Regions from separate parts of the Zea mays genome. Here all the other regions are linked to region 1. The links are chromatin contacts, called in public Hi-C maps. All regions are on one chromosome and are shown on one strand. Each heading gives the region's core, a stretch centred on a gene start, on an enhancer-like site or on the middle of the called end of the contact. The rest is flanking DNA. Distances are from core to core; before and after follow the strand shown.

Region 1 (2,789 bases), core at 280-2,779:
GAGTTTGGAGCCAGCAACCATAGTTCAAATTCTCATTTGTGCATAATTTTATCTTTTTCGATTTAAATGTGGGGGAGCACGACGACAGTAAAAAACCGTGGAACCGTGGAAACTGATGCTTAATATAGTAAATAGAAAGAGATTGGCATGTGAGGCCTACAAAGCCATCCACAACTATTATACTGTTACAAAAACATCTGACACCCATACATTCACTGAGGATTGTTTACTGTATTGGGAAAGTCAATTGTGATCCCAAAAACACAGGATTCAGAGAAAAGAAGCTTGTTGATAAGGTAGAGAAATAAAACACATTTGCAACATCGGAAATCTTTCCTGATAGTAAGTGAACCAAATGCTGTGAATGCCCAAGGATGGACTTTTCTTTTAATCAAATTTTACTGTGTTCAAGTTGGAAAGTACCTGTCACCCTTCGGTTTTCTCCTCCGATCTCCTGTACTAAACTCTGCCATCCTGTACTCACAACGAACCTGCATACAGAACTCCCTCAGGAACACAGCACAAAGAACAGCCTCTAACAAAATAATGCACTTGGAGGAGTGAAACTTTACCAAAGCCTCCTTGCTGTTTACTTGCTGACCTTTGTTCTGAACCTGAAAGAGCAATCAAAGAGCATGAACTTGTTATTTGGTTACACTGAAAAGTAAATTGAAGGTACAACAAAGCAATAGAAGGTGAAGCCCCCTGGTGTTTAGTAGTCTGACAGGAAGTAAAGAACATGAGTGATTGAAATCTCCATAATTCCAAGTTCTCCAGTACATCTCAGGAATGAACATTGTGTACGTATAAACAAATAATGTGCTACTGGCAATAGGCCAGTATGGATCCTAGTGGTTTTCACACTGTTCATGCATATAGAAAATTTAAACAATAGGCAAGTCAGTTTTTCCAAATGATCCCCAATTTCACTAGGAAAAACTACTGAAGATTAGATCAAAGTCGATGTTGGTTCAGAGAATTCGACCGACCATATAGTACACGAGTAAATGGAAACCCCCTCTAAGAGGCATTTCCTCAAACACGCAGTGCACATGACTCTGGTGGACACCGAGATACACAAGTAGGATAACGGGAATCACCTCTCGCGGGCCGTAGACGGCGGCGATGACTCTGGTGTTGCCCATCTCGAACAGCGCCGACCTGCGCAGAGCAACAAACACCAGCAGAACCGATCAAAAGTGAGCACCGTACCGCCGTCCCAACCCTTATCGAATAGCTAGCTGTTCGTTTCAACCCAGTCCATCAGAGTCGGGAGAGATTCTTAACTCACCCGTCTGCGCGCGCAACGACGCCGACCTCGCCCTTGAGTTGCCGCATCTGCGTGATGTCCAGCACCGGGTGAGATAGGGCTGTTCGCGTGAACCGCGCGTAGGGGAAAGCGGGCGAGGATGCATCACCTCGTTGGGGCGGCGGCCGTCGACGCGGAAGCCGGTGAGGGGGTTCACGTACTCCATCGCCGGAATCGCCGCTGTATCTCCGTGTCCGAACGACGCGCCGCACCGAGGTGAGCGAACAAGTGAGGCGAGCGAGGGTTTTTGTTGGGTTTTCTCAGAGAAGAGAGTCGTGCTGTCCCATCGCCGTGCCCCTGGAGGCCTGCACCCGCGGTGTCCCTGTCACCCGAGCCTTTTTTTTGTCGAGCCTGAAGGCGGAAATTTGGATCTCAACTACCCAAGCCCAACTCTATTCAGAGTCCCCAAGCCCAACTCTATTCAGGTCTGTTTGGGTGTACGCTTGAATTGTGTTCATGAAAATGGAGGTCCAATTCCATAGCCAATTGTATTGGAAATGTTGTGACATCGATTAACTTGACATCGAGACACCATAAAAGAACATACACCATAAAGTCTCGTAAAGTGCTACTAAGGGACCGGGACCCACTAGGCCCTAGGGCCTCTGATGCCTTAGGGCCTCCCCTTGTCCTTAGTGCCTCTTGGGTCCCATTTGCTCCGAAGGATTCAAGTGCTCAGAACAACTCATCACTCGGAACATCGAACACTTAACACCACTTAGATGTTTGGGGGCTCTCTGCTGGTCCCAAGGTCCCTAAGAGCATCTCTAATAGCTCTCCAGAAAACGACTCCTCAAAATCAGTTTTAAGGGACATCTAAATAATTAGTGGGGGTAGATTTTAATCATTTCTCCAATAGATCCATTAAAGCGACAGATTGTTTCTGGAGAGCCAAAAAACTCCTCATTTGTAGCTACAAATGAGAGAGTTTTAAGGGCTATAAAAATGTTGGGAGCGCTTTAGGGGAACCGTTGGAGACACATTTTTGTGTTTTTTCAAAAAAATTGGATTTAGGGGAGACTTTTGGGGAGTTATTGGAGATGCTCTAAGAGCAACTCCAATAGTTATGTAAATTTTAGCTCTCTAAATCACAGATTTAAGAAGTTGCTAAATAACTTTGGGAGTAAAAAATGTGAGTTCTCCAATAGTTCTCTAAATATAGGTTGTAGTTTTGTTTTGTATCTATCCACATAAAAAAATAAAAGTCACAAATGTCATCAATTACCTTCATTATCTACATAATGCAGCAAACATTTTTGTTTAGGGAGTTGCTAAACGATTGCCAAATGTAGAGATGAAATAAGGTTAGATGAGAAGTTGTTAAATTTAGAAAGTTCATTTAGAGAACTGTTGGAGATGAGTTTTTGTGTTAACTACTTAAATTGTTGATTTAGGAAGTCTATTAGAGAACTACTGGAGTTGCTCTAAGGTCCTCACCCTCTCATTATGTGAGCGAACATGCTCTAAACCCTTTGAGACC
Region 2 (2,700 bases), core at 132-2,631, 280 kb after region 1:
CGAGGACGAGGCCCCCCGATCATCCTCACCGCCAGCGCCGTAGATGGCGGCCAGGACGCCGATGGCGCACTCCCGGCCGCGGCCGGCCATGCCCTCCACCGCGCGCGCCAGCACCGGCGCGGCCAGGGCCTCCCTGCGCACCGCGGGGGCGCCGCCGGGGGCCGTGCACAGCAGCTCGAGCGCGGCCAGCGCCCGCTCGGCCGTGGCCCCCGCCGGCCCGGACGCCGCCACCGCCTCCACGGCAGCCGACGCCGCGCCGGCCTCCACCGCCGCCTCCCGGTTCCCCTCCTCCAGCAGCACGGCGAGCAGCGCCTTGGCGGCCAGCCGCGCCGGCGCCGTCAACGGCTCCCGCACCGCCGCGACCACCCCGGCCACCACCCCCGCCGGCACCGGCCTCGCCGCGGCCTCCATCTCCCGCTCCACCGCCCGCAGCGCCGCCACCACCTCCCCCGCCGCGAACTTCTCCTCCGCGCCCAGCAGCGCGTCCCCCCCGCTCGAGGACGCCGACGCCGGCGCCTGCGACTGCTGCGGGTGGTGCACCGGCAGCCTCCACTGCGTGAAGCTCTGCGACGCGGACGAGGACGACGAGGAGGAGGACGACGACGGCCCGACGTTCCGCTGCGCCCGCTGGTGGTGCGGCTGCCGCTGCGGAGGCGGTGGCGTGGACGACGCCGCCGCCGCAGCCTCCACCGTCACCGGCAACGCGGTCGACGCCTCGGCGCAGGGCGTGCCCGAGCCGCCGCCACCGCTCCCCGACACCACATTGTTGTTGGGCGTCGCCGTCGGGCTCAGCGCAGGGTGCGTGCAGGTGCTGAAGATGCCGCAGGAGAAGAGCGCACGCGGCGACGCCTTGAGCCTCGCCGCGCCTCCGCCCCCGGCCCCGGCTCCTCCTGTCTGCGCCGCGCGACTCATCTCAAGGTCGCCGCCACGCTGAGCTGATCCACCGACCCCGAGTGAATTGAATGCTCTGTGCCGCGGCTCTGATTGCCCGCGCGCGCAGCCGAGCGGATCCGCATGCGCAGTCAGCCACTCAAGCCCAGCTGCCGCCCTCCCTGTGGCTCGTTTAAGTAGGTAGCACAGCACGTGTACGGCGGCGGTGGCCTTTAACTGGCGCAGTAAAAAGAAGAACGCGGGAGCGACTGAGCGGCGAGCGACAGGAACAGTGCGACGAGCTTAAGCGGGAAACGTTTTACTGGGATCAAAAGGGAGGGGGACAAGCAAAGCGATGAGCAAGGCTGCCGCCGGGCTCAGGGTACCATATGGGGCAAGCATGCCCGTGGCATGTGCGGCACCGTCCTTGGGCAGCTGCCTGCGACTGCGATCGCTGCCTGCCTCATGAATCTTACAGCCAGATGGGGACGCCAGAGAGCAGAGGGAGTCGAGTCGAGTCGGAGTGGGTGGGTGGGTGGGTGCTCCTCTGTCCGGCGCCTCGTCCCGGACGCCCCCGCTGATAGCGATCCGTGCCTGCGCGGGTGTACGGCCGCACGATCCCGATCGCTCCGACCACCACTCATCCACCTCACATCCATCGCCCGCTGCATTATTGGTCTTGCACTGGGGTGATCGATCGGGTGCGGAGGAAGAAGAATCGTTTCGTTTGGTGGGAAGAACAGCATGTTAACAGCACGGAAGGGGATAGAAAGGAAGTAGAAGACAGCAACGTGGAGGAGGCGAAAGGAGTAGCGAGGAACACAAAGCTATTGTTCTCCTCTGATGGGGAATGGGAGGCATTTCTGATGGGGAAGAGGGGATAGAGGTTGAGCTAACACGTCAGAGGAAGATGAGCAGGCTCATGCAGCGCTTTACAGAACACTAGCGGGCGGTAAAATGGAAGCAACGTGACTAAGGTAGTGTTTGGTTACTAGGGACTAATTTTTAGTCCCTACATTTCATTACACTTTAGTTTATAAATTGCAAAATATGGAAACTATAACTCTATTTTAGTTTCCATATTTGACAATTTAGTGACTAAAGTGGAATAAATTGGAGGGACTAAAAATTAGTCTCTAAAACCAAACACCACATAAGTGTTGGGCGATTGCTTGGTTTTGATTTAATCCAAAAAATAAAGAATAACCATGACGACATGCTTAAACAAAAAAAACGAATCAGTATTATACAATATCTAAACATGCATAGGCACCATAACAATTACGATTAAGACCGACTTGCACTAACAAACTAAACAGTATGCTTAAGAAGAGATGGTTGTGTGTTTCTTTCTTGATGACGGTCCGGTAGACACTATCTGTTCTTGACGACGACGTGAAACACCCAAACAACAAGGAGAAAGAAAAAGCCATGATGACAGAGTTGACATGACTATTGGTAGACGAGACCATGCAGCAGCTGGTATTAATGCCCTCTACAAGCATGTGATAGCTGCAACTGCAACCGATACTGATGCTTGCGTCGGTATTGGTCCTGAAGCAGCCGGCCCTCGTTAGGGGTGAAAACGGGCAGGGTATTCGAAACGGGTATAGGATATGGGTACTGATTCGGGAATATTTTTTGGATACGGGTACGAGTATTTTTATATTCGGGACGGATACGTGTAATACCCGGATAGTATAGCTTCGGATTCGGGTCGGATACGGGTACCCGAAATTCGGGTACCGTTTTTTCTTTTTCTGTATAATAATATAGTTATAAAATCATAACTTTTACATATGAAATCGGATGAAGATAAAGTTTATATGA
Region 3 (2,700 bases), core at 169-2,668, 490 kb after region 1:
GACGTCTAAAACTTTCACTAAACTAGGCCACAAATAAATCCCTAGAGCAAAACCTATGCAAATAATCAAACTAGAATGTGCAAACTAGGTTTTGTCTAAGTGTTGCTATCTCTACCGCAATGGCTAAGTTTCAATCTACACTATATAAGTATAAAGACAAGATTGAAACTTAAATGCTTAATATAAATGTGGAAGCTTAAAGAGCAAGGTAGAGATGCAAACTCTCGTGGATGACACCGGTATTTTTACCGAGGTATCCGGAACCATGCAAGGTCCCGACTAATCCTCGTTGGTGCCCCTACGCAAAGGGAAGCCCATGTGAGGGCCAAGCACCTCGGTCGAGTAACTCCGTAGAGAGTCGCGGGCCTTCTCCACGCGCAAGTGGTGCTCCGCTTCCGGCTCCTCTCGGACGCTCCCCGTCGTCTCCACTATCGACCTTTTGGCTGAAAACGCCGCGGGCCTCGTTCCCTCCGGTACACGGTGGCAGCCGTGACACAAACGCGGTTGTCACGGTCTCGCAAGACTCTTGCCCCACTCCGTACAATTACAACGGCTCGCGCAAAAGCCAAGGGGTTGTGTGGTTTATCTAAACTCACTCAACTAACTAGGATTCACCTAGAGCAAGCGCTAGAGGGTCTAACTAACCTAAGCACTTCGCAAAGCACATACGCTAATTACCGAGTGATTCTATTAAGCACTTGGGTGTATGAGCTCTTGGAAATGTGAACTATGTGCCTTGGTATGTCTCTTGGGATCCCACGAATGGAAATGGCTGGTTGGGGGTGTATTTATAGCCGCCAACACAAAACTAGCCGTTGGAGAAAATATGTGCTCTCTGCGGCACACCGGACAGTCCGGTGGTTCACCGGATAGTCCGGTGCGCCTAGTCGTTGGCCTGACACCGTAGGTGACCGTTGGCGCTACAGGCTTTTTACACCGGACAGTCCGGACTTCACACCGGATAGTCCGGTGGTCTTCTCTCCATAGTGCCACTTGGAACTAGTCGTTAGGGTTCCTATTTCCTGGTGCACCGGACAGTCCGGTGTGTGGCACCGGACAGTTCGGTGCTTCTCGCACAGACAGTCCGCAGGCAACACTTCTTTCTTCTCTTGGACTTCACTTGATCTTCATAATGTCTTATTTTGAGGTGTTGCTTTCCTCAATGTCTTGGTCCAAGTTACTTTAGCATCCTGTGAACTACAAACACAAACACTAGCAAACACATTCGTTCATAGGTTGTGTTAATCATCAAACACCAAAACTCATTTAGCCAAATGGCCCGGGGTCCATTTTCCTTACAATCCCCCCTTTTGGTGATTGATGACAATACAACCAAAGCAAGCAAATATAACAAACATTTGAATAAGAATATGCAATCTACATGCTAGGATGCATGTTTGTCCCCACAATCTCTACTACTACTTATGTGTATAGTGTAGGCGTCCACACCCTCATGTTCTGCCGCTGGCGCACCCCGCCCCGCGTCCCGCCCGCGGCCGCACCTCACCCCGCGTCCTGCCGGCGGACGCACCCCGCCCGGCATCCTGCGACCTTCCTTCAACGGCGCAATCCATGCGCAATTCCCGTTCCCACCGTATCGGCCTCGCTCGCGCAATCCATGTGGCCTAACCTTCAATCAAGGCTCCGGGCAAGGTTTCCATCGTTGGCGAAGCACCAACCTCCATCCTTCTCCACGCTCTCCTGGAAGACTATCATCCATGGTTTACGGAGAAATCACGCCTCCCCAGACGTCCACCAGGGGCTACACCATGACCCCGCCCCCTCTCCCACACCGCCGGCCAGCCTCCATCGTCGATGGAAGGGCGCGATCTCCGCAATCCGCAGGCCCCTTCCCCCACAAATGCCGCCATGGATGGCGGGTGCAGCGGATTTCGCCTCCATCCCGCTTGGCCCCCTCCGCGCACAGCCAGCCGCATGCCCGCGCATGGCGGATCCGCCTCCCCCTCCGCCAACGAGCATGCGCCAGCACCCGATCCTCGCTCGCTCAGCCATGCCCTCGCTCGGTCCCCTCCGCGCACGCGCAAACCACCGTTCCCCCGCCCGCTCCACTGATCCCCATCCCCCTCAGATCCTCCCTGCAAATCAAATCCCCATGCCCGCAGCGCCTCGCCTCGGCTGCTCTACCTCTATCCCGCGACCCGCGAGATTGGAATCGCGGAGCCCCGCCGCCCTCCTCCAAAACGGCATCGTCTCTGCTCGGGGTCACCTTTCCTCCCTCTCACTTCCTCTTCTTCATTTAGGTGTGTTAGTTAAGCAGAGGAGGTGGCTTTGCTTGTTGCTCGTGTTTCTGCGTGGATGCGTCCAGGGGTTTAGCAAGTCGCTGGCCATGACGGTGCTCTTCGAGATCAGGGACAAGACCTTCTTCGCCGTCGCGGTACGCCTCCTGCCTCCATCCCCCTCACGTCACGTCGCCTGCTCTTTGTCCTGTCCTTCTGCTTGCTTTCCCTGTCTCTCCTTGCGTGCGTCGTTGTCCCGTGTAACTGCGTAGACGGGTCGGGTGCACTCCCGCCAGGTGTTCGGTGGTATGCCGCCGCGGCGTTCCTCTTTGCTCGGCTTTTGGGTGCGACCGTGGGAGGTAAATTTGTTAGGACGACAATTGGCGGTGGTTCGATCCCGTCACAGCATCGTGCGGTAGCTGCAGAAGTGCAGATTCGCTGGTGGAGCGAACAGGTGAAGCGC
Region 4 (2,749 bases), core at 78-2,577, 350 kb after region 1:
GCATCCCGCCTCACTCCTACCTTCATCTCCCCCATTTGTCTTTGTGGCACTGGCAGCTAGGGTATTCTTCCGGTAGCTCCTAACAGGCGGCCATCCAACAACTTGTGCCCTGTCCATGGCACTAAAAGCTATCATGAAAAGGTCTCTGCTCAACAGAACTAAAAAAGACTCATTTGGGTGCATTTTGTCTAGACCTCCGGGATACTCCCTAGATGCACATGCACTTATCCCCTACATGGTACAGAATCTGGTTGCTTCTAATCCCAAACAAACTTCTTTATGGCCTGTGACAATTCCATCAGAAGTGGCTCTATAACTTGAACTTGGAACCACGCCGTTTAAATATCAGTGGCGACAGTTACAAGGGAAAACGAAAGCCTTTTTGGTAAAAGAGACTACCATATCGATGCTGGTCCTGATGGTGTCCAGCTAGTCGGCCTAGTCCAACGTTAGGAATACGATACCATGCTATACTGTATTTGCTTGCTATAAAAGCGGGCGTACACTTTCTTTTTATTCTCTAAGCAATTGAAGAACAGCAGGAATTTTGCTCCTCGTCTTGCGTTTATGTGCTTAGGTTCCAATCAATTTTACTCCTAATTGCCACCCGCAATGAATCATCACTAGTCATGTTATTAGTACAACGCAACGAGCTACTACTACTACTACCATCGCATACGTCCTCCCACAGCGAGGAAAAGCAAAAGCTGGGTCCCTACGTACGACGAGCCAATACCAATTAACCGCAGCACGCACTTACTTGGCAGCGGGCGGAGCTCCGGCAGCAGCTCCAGCTACCCGCGTGACGCCCCCAGCAGCGTCATCCGCGGCAACGCCGTCCAGCTTCGCGGACCGGTCGAGGGAGTCGGCGAACCCGCGCTTGGCGCTGCCCCTGGGAGGCGCGGGGCCGGGGCCGGGGCCGAGGGTGAGCGCGGCGTCGACGTGGGCGCGGGCGTGCTCCGTGTCCGCGCCGCGGCCGGGGGAGTCGTCGGACCCCGGAAGCCCGAGCCGCAGCGCGAGGTGGGGCCCCGCGCCCTCGCGGCCGGAGGAGCAGCACGACGAGCAGCACGACGAGGTGGCGCCGGCGCCGAGGTAGTCGCGCGGCTCGAGGAGCGGCGGCGGCGGCGGCATCGGAGGCGAGGAAGGGAGGGGACAGAGGGCGAGTGCCTGGGGTTGAGGAGACTCGGTGGGGAAGCAGAAGCACAAGAGGAGAGGGCCGAGGTGAGTCCTTTTTGTTCGTTCGAGCTGAGCAGAGGAATGGTGGAGGTAGCCGAGAGGAGGATAAGTAGAGGGCACACCATGGTCCGTGGATGGCATAGACGTGTGTGAGTGTGACAGTGACAAGTGGCCGACCGGCCGCGGGCAAGCGCTTTCTGCCCTCCAGTTCCAGTCTCGGGCCGTGTGGTTTCGCCGGGCACAGCCGCACAGGAATTGGATGCCGGGCCGGGCAGGGCAGACATGGAACGACCGTTTCGCCCTTTGGCCTGTTTTTTTGTTTTTGTTTTGCAAGTCAAAAGTTGAGCCACCAACCATGGATCGATTCGAAGGAGCAGCTGTTGCCGTCAAAAGCAGAGCGCACGCACACTGACTGGCAGAGGACACAAGAGTAGTGCTAGTAAAATGTTTCTTTTGGCAGCGACAGGATCTCGGCGAGGATCTCCCTTTTCGGTTTTTTTATATGCAGCAGTACACCGGACAGCTGCAATGCCAACCGCCCGGCCGGCGCCGCTCCGGCAAGCTGGAAATGGGCCTCTGGTCTGGTCCCACAACCGCAGTCCAGAGTCCAGAGCGAGGGAAGTCGCAGCCTCTACCCTCTAGTGGCGGCCGCGGCGCGAGGTCGTACTGTCTCCGAATCGAATCGACCGCTCCACCAGACACACGAGGTGGACGTGCGCAGCGGCTGGTGGCTGCCCCTGCCGCTGTCTGTCTGTCTCTCTCTCTCCTGCCGTGTGCCGTGCCATCTCCCCTCTTCCGTGCCGGGCTGCGGGAGCCGGGAGGCGCCGAGCGAGCCAGCCAGGCTGCCAGGAGACGCGCGCACGGCACGGCGCGCCGCCCGCCTGCCCTGTCTTGGGCGAACCTGGCCCGGATTTCGTGGCGACTTTACCGGACGGTGGCGCCCGCCTCCCCAGTTTGGCCGTGCTGCATCCGCAGATGCAAATCGTCGTTGGAACTCATCAACACCTGTAACTTTCGAGGCGAAGCGAAGCATCATTTGTACTACTACGTGCGGGGCAGCCGGGCACTAGCTAGTCGCTGCGATTATTATGATGTCCCGTTCAGGTATCATCATCGTCAGTCTGATGGGACACACAGCGCGCAGGTATTCGACGCAATGGGCGGCTCGGAATTGATGGCGCTGGTGTCGTCGTCGTCGTCTTCGGCGCGACAATACCTGCGCTGCGCTGCGCAGCGCAGGCAGCCATGCACGCACCACCGGCAGTGCCAGCAAACCACCACCACTGCTGTAGCCTGTAGGAAGGAGTAGGCAGAAGTATTAATTCTGCGGCGCTACCTACGCTTCCATGCGTGCATCATCACCGCTCACCTCGCCATCATGCCAGGGTTGGTGATGATGCAAAAGAGCACCCACATCTACTACTACTACTCGCCGCCTGCTCGCCCGTGCTAGTGCTAGCACACTCTGGTCTGGTCGCTGCAAAAGAGCGGGAGCGGCCAAGGGTACTCCGCCGAGACAGTCGAGCTGCAGTGTGCAAGCCACATTGCCAGCCAGTGCATTTTGCAGCGGGGG

What was found. Hi-C and Micro-C count contacts between places; a contact is called where the count stands out from the background.
Region 2: a Hi-C map of ear shows a contact between it and region 1, with 2.1 times the contacts expected there. The contact joins the promoter of LOC103635321 here to the promoter of LOC100192964 in region 1. A contact is called at or near these places in 3 of 25 Hi-C or Micro-C datasets (ear, endosperm and tassel).
Region 3: a contact with region 1 is called in a Hi-C map of endosperm, with 4 times the contacts expected there. The contact joins the promoter of LOC103635325 here to the promoter of LOC100192964 in region 1. A contact is called at or near these places in 2 of 25 Hi-C or Micro-C datasets (endosperm and tassel).
Region 4: a contact with region 1 is called in a Hi-C map of leaf, with 2.5 times the contacts expected there. The contact joins the promoter of LOC100304074 here to the promoter of LOC100192964 in region 1. A contact is called at or near these places in 3 of 25 Hi-C or Micro-C datasets (leaf and tassel).

The regions. Positions count from the first base shown.
Region 1 is chr8:69,004,698-69,007,486 of Zm-B73-REFERENCE-NAM-5.0, forward strand. It overlaps LOC100192964, which reads right to left and starts at 1,530. Exons shown (of 11, transcript NM_001138140.1): 1 at 1,419-1,530; 2 at 1,292-1,338; 3 at 1,101-1,161; 4 at 573-614; 5 at 424-491. The coding sequence starts at 1,475.
Region 2 is chr8:69,279,854-69,282,553 of Zm-B73-REFERENCE-NAM-5.0, forward strand. LOC103635321 (mucin-19) reads right to left here and starts at 1,382. Exons shown (of 1, transcript XM_008657804.3): 1 at 1-1,382. The coding sequence starts at 912.
Region 3 is chr8:69,490,433-69,493,132 of Zm-B73-REFERENCE-NAM-5.0, forward strand. It overlaps LOC103635325 (formin-like protein 7), which reads left to right and starts at 1,419. Exons shown (of 11, transcript XM_035961701.1): 1 at 1,419-2,395. The coding sequence starts at 1,454.
Region 4 is chr8:69,354,687-69,357,435 of Zm-B73-REFERENCE-NAM-5.0, forward strand. It overlaps LOC100304074 (IAA19 - auxin-responsive Aux/IAA family member), which reads right to left and starts at 1,328. Exons shown (of 5, transcript NM_001165576.2): 1 at 761-1,328; 2 at 1-109. The coding sequence starts at 1,317.